2 separate regions of the Hordeum vulgare genome follow, and region 2 is linked to region 1. A link is a contact called in public Hi-C data. All regions are on one chromosome and are shown on one strand. The core of a region is the stretch at or near the end of the contact, and the rest is flanking DNA. Distances in the headings are between cores, read along the strand shown.

Region 1 (2,638 bases), core at 61-2,560:
GCCATCCGCGCGCCGCCCTGCGGGATGATGACGCACGCGAGGCTCCACACCCCCGCCGCCCCTGTGAGCCCGATCACCGAGCTCCGACGGTTGATCCTGCCCATCAGGAGCCACGAGAGGATGGACGACGGCAGCTCGGCCAGCGCGTTGTACGTGACGCTCAGGTAGAGGTTGGACCCCAGGTTGCCGACGTTGAGCGGCATGCCGTAGTAGACCATGCCGACGCCGAAGCTGGCCGTCATGATCGCCGCTAGCCTCCGGAGCGCCCACGGGCGCTCCCACATGGAGTGCAGCGTGGCGAACACGCTGTCACCGCTGCTCTCCCCCGCCGTGTCATTGTTCATGGTGCAGGCGTGCAGCATGGAGAAGCTGGACGTGATGCTGTTGCCGTTGAGCGAGGCGATCTGCTGCAGCGTCTCGATGGCGTCCTGCTTCCGGCCGCGCACCAGAAGCCATCGTGGCGACTCCTGGACGAGGAAGTAGAATAGGATGGAGTAGCAGAGGGAAGGCACGGACGTCCACAGATACATGTTCCGCCACGATTCCTCCCGGAACGTGTAGGCGAGCGCCGGGAGCGACAGGAACCCGAGGGTGAAGCAGAAGAACCCCGCCACGCACACCGTGTCGCGCCACCTCTTGCCGACGAGCTCCGTGGAGAGGACCAGCGTGCACGTGCCAACCATGGACCTGCCGAACCCGGACATGAAACGCAGGGCGGCGTACACCCACACGTTCGGCGAGAACGCGGTGAGCACGCCAGCGACGGACATGGACACAATGGACACGAGCAGCATCTTCCTGCGGCCCAGGAGCGAGTCGGCGAGCGTCGTGAGGAGGAAGCCGCCGGCGAGGCAGCCGGCGAAGAACGAGGATGCCGGGAGGGAGACGAGCGCCGGGCCGGCGCACTTGAGCGACCACTCCGAGATCACCGACGTCACGGCCGGGCGGTCCCACGCCCACGCGCCGGACGGGAGCGCGCACGGCGATGCCGTGGCAGCCGAGCAGGACGCGTCGGCGCCGGTGCAGTGCCACCGAGGCTCGGCGTCGGTGAACACCGAGATGAACACCTGCTGCGCGTCGAAGGCCCACGCGAAGGCCAGCAACACGGCCTTGAGGAGCTGCAGGGCGCCGGTGGCGCCCATGTACGTCTCGATGGTGTCATCGATCGACGGTGCCTTGGCCGGCCTTGTTTTGTGGCTTGTCAGGAGCGGGGCGGCGGCCGTGTCAGCCATTCGCACGGTTCGCGGGCGCGCTTTTGTGCGTTTGCCGCTAGCTTATCTTGGCTGCTCACTGGTTGTGTGGGGAGAAGGATGAGAGTGTGGGGGTATTTATACGGGCGGGATAGGGGTACGTCAACGGAGCAGCGCAGTGCAGGTGCTCCAACAAGGATTTCAACGCACAAGATCGATTGCTATGGGGATCGACGAGCTGCATTATTCATGGATTGAATAATGTGAGGACACCCGCAGCACATGTGAGATCCAGTCACGATATGTTAAATATATGGATATATATATGGGAGGGGGTGTATCCTTGATGACCTGAGGGTCCACGTAGGCAACAAACCATGCATAGGGCATTTGGGTAATCACCCCCCCTACGTACTCCGGTGCTCCTGCTCCACCGCCGTCATGTGAAGCCCAGTCACGATATTGATCCGCATGTTATGGCGTACGAGCTCGTAGATTAGCTAGCGCCAGATCATTTTGAGGAAAACGGGCATAAAACTTCGTCATCTCTTGGATCGGTTCCAGTTGGTACCGCCGTATGGTTACATCAAAAGTTTCTTTGCTGTTTTTGTCTTCCCTTTTTTCGTTCACTCAAAGTACCCTTGATATTGTTTTAGGGAAAAAAAGTATCTTTGCTACCCTTTCCAGTATCATGCTAATCATGGTACTCAAATCTTATGGTCATATTCACAGAAATACTCGTATAAGCCATACGAAGTTGAGAGGGGCGTTTTGTCACCGAGGAGCATTGTTATCAAAACGTGCTTTAAACATATTTTAAAATGTCATAAAATTTTGAAATGTAGTCTGGCACGTATATCTCTACATTATAGATAATCATAAAGTTGGTTCGGAAAAATCGGCAACTTTTGTGTCGCGTGTGAAAAAAGGCCATTTTTGATGTTTCAAAGTGCTTTTTGCGGCATCTTTTTATCATTTTTATGGAGGGCATACAAAAAAATCGATCTTCCACAAAACTTAACATACGCACATAGAATATCGAGTTGTACGCGCCAAATTTTTGTTCAGCATTTTTTGATATTTTAACATGTTTTTAGGTGTGGCAGGAGCATATGCTCCCATGTGCCAAAGTAAATTTCCATACGAAGTCATGGTACTTCTAGGGTGCCATGTGTTTACTTGGTTTTGGAATGGTCAGCAATGTCTCTTGACTGTTTCGTTATCTTATTATTATTATTTTTTAAATTGCAACCAACGATAATAAATTCATTTTTCCAGGAACGGTTGGTTGATTCTATGCTATAGTCTGTATCCCGGAATATGTGTCACGCATCTTTGACTTTAGACTCTTGAAACCAGGCAAATTTACTTCACGGCCAAAATGAAACATTGTAACCGGCGATGTGGCAAGGTTTCGCTAGCAGCATGGTCAGGACATAAATATAATC
Region 2 (2,638 bases), core at 63-2,562, 42 kb after region 1:
CTTTCGATAGCTCCAAGGCACAAAGGATCTTGGCCTATTTTTTCAATTCCAGGAAAAACTGTACTCTGGTATAATTGGATATACAGATGCTGGATATTTATCTGATCCCCATAATGCTAGATCGCAGACCGGCTTTGTGTTCCTACATGGTGGAACTGCTATATCATGGAAGTCTTCGAAACAGACCCTAGTTGCAACATCTACCAATCATTCTGAAATAATTGCTTTATATGAGGCATCGCGTGAATGCATGTGGCTTCGCAGAATGATAAACCACATACAACAGTCATGTGGAATTGGTTCTATCGAATCACCTACCATTATCTATGAAGATAATGCGGCTTGTGTTGCACAGATGCAAACATGATACATAAAGAGCAATATCACTAAGCATATTGCCCCTAAGTTGTTTTATCCCCATGAACTCCAGAAAAGTGGTGAAATCAACATCTTGCAAGTCAAGTCATGTGATAATCTTGCTGATCTTTTCACAAAGTCTCTACCAGCTTCAACATTCCAGAAATACCTTCATGGAATTGGTATGCGACGGCTCCAAGATTTGCAAGAGTCAGGGGGGGTATCTTCCTGAACTGTTCCTGTTCAAAGCCTCATATTACACTCTTTTTCCCTTTCTGAGTTTACTTTAGAGGTTCTCATCAAGGTTTTTAATGAGGTAATATCAACATAAGATCATATGTCATACTATCTGTTTTCCCCACCGGGGTTTTTAGGAAAGTATATACGACATATTTATTGCCCTCTTATTCTATGGATACATTTCATATAGAGTTGACGGAGGCAATAATCATTATATGCGGTATCATTTTCTTCTTATTTTCCCACAGGGTTTGAAGGAGTTTTAGCTGCATATACTACACCACTCCTTATATTTTTCCCACAGGGTTTTTGGAGGAGACAATTTCAAGATGATGAACACGCTCAAGGACAAGTATAGATTAGGGGGAGTGTTAGAATTTAATTAATTATGTAATTAATTAAGTAATCTCTACTTGTAACCGCACGTGGATCTCTCCCACGATGCGGAACCGACATATCCTTCCTGGAGCGTCGCCTCCAGGAACCGCCTTTCCCCTGACATATAAGTGTTCATCATTAAGGAATAATACAGACAGTTGATTCATTTTACATCTCTCTTGTTTAGATTACAACACGATCGAGCTAATTGAACAGTGATAATGCTTTACGTCCCACGTGGCAATTAAAAAAAAAACTGAGTCGTTATCCAATAGCATCCTCCCGATCTACGGCAGGTGGGGTCCTCCAACTAGCGAGGGGTCCCGCTCAACCCACCGTACGTGCGTGAGATTATCGCCTGCATTATGTGATGTGGTCCGCCCGATCTGCACTGCCGCGTCAACAGCAATCTCGACCGGCGCCAGCAACCGGAGGAGACCACTCCTCTGTTGCGGTTTTCGAGCGGACCGGCTTCGAGGACCCGACCCCGGCTTACTCGTCGCCGGCTGGCTAGCCGCGGGTCACGCCATCGGGGTGTATGGTTCGTGTGGCGTCATGTCCGCCGAGTTTGTCATGCACGCATGATTGATCGCCAGGCCACGCACGCAGGCGTCGTGCATGCTCGCCGGAGCGTTCGTTGCCCGTCGTCTTCGTTATCACGGAAGCGGGAGGAGCTCTGGGTCTGCTAGTCTCTGCCGAGACGATGACACATGATATGCTTACGGGGGTGGTGTGATGGTTCGTCGGTTTCGTGGTATAGCGCATTATTTTGGCCTGGAATCGTGCGTTTCGCTTATCCTCGACCTGGAGTCTGGAGAGCAGCGGGAGGGATGGACGGACGAGCTGCTTGCTTCTCTGCCGACGGGACGCTTTCCTGGAGAGCTAGCTCTTTTGTCTGCTTAACGTGTTGGCGTGTGTACGTTTCCCTTAACATAAAAAGTGATCATGTCTTGCTGCATCAACATACGTTTAGGGATGAGGTTATTTAGCCCGGCCGCTTGCGTCCCGCATCCTGCACTTGCTGGTTCCTCACTCCATGATGCTAATTTTTCCTCCACAAGACTGTCTCTCATGCAGTAACGTTAGCCTTTCCAACTACTCCCCCCGTTCCTAAATATAAGTCTTTTAAGATATTCGATTTGAATAGGAGTCTACATACAAAGCAAAATAAGTAAATCTATACTTTAAAATATATCTATATACATCCGTATGTAGTCTACTAGTAGAATTTCTAAAAAGACTTATATTTAGGAATGGAGGGAGTACTCGATTGTGATGCCACCGCTTTCTAATAAGGAAAAAGAATCAGAAAAGATTGTTGGCTTTTCGTCACAGCATCGATCACATCAAAATATCATAAACACATGCGATAAACATTTTTATCAAGGATCCTTGTTGTGTCTTTATTTTCCTCTTTATTGGTTTTCTCTTTTTCTCTTCATACAAACTTAAAACACTATGCATGTGTATATATGTACACAGCCATAGAAGCAAACACAACTAGAAACGACTCCGACACACTCTTTCTGTTCTAATCAAACTTATCAAAACTAATTAACCGGTAAGTTGTTTAATAAAAACTTGCTAACTAAAACTTTAATATGTTTGGATTATCTACCAATCACTTTGTAATTGAAACATCCAACTCTTTACACGAGAAACA

What was found. Hi-C and Micro-C count contacts between places; a contact is called where the count stands out from the background.
Region 2: a Hi-C map of seedling shows a contact between it and region 1, with 4 times the contacts expected there. The contact joins the enhancer-like site here to the promoter of LOC123429856 in region 1. A contact is called at or near these places in 3 of 6 Hi-C or Micro-C datasets (leaf and seedling).

The regions. Positions count from the first base shown.
Region 1 is chr2H:167,534,440-167,537,077 of MorexV3_pseudomolecules_assembly, forward strand. It overlaps LOC123429856 (organic cation/carnitine transporter 2-like), which reads right to left and starts at 1,311. Exons shown (of 1, transcript XM_045113831.1): 1 at 1-1,311. The coding sequence starts at 1,232.
Region 2 is chr2H:167,575,994-167,578,631 of MorexV3_pseudomolecules_assembly, forward strand. No RefSeq gene overlaps it. Among protein-coding and RNA genes, the nearest start is that of LOC123429856, 42 kb to the left of the region's middle. Within about 2 kb of position 1,313, at least 3 of the 3 cell types and tissues checked have open chromatin away from gene starts, as enhancers often do. A contact at or near this core is called in leaf and seedling, where this site is marked.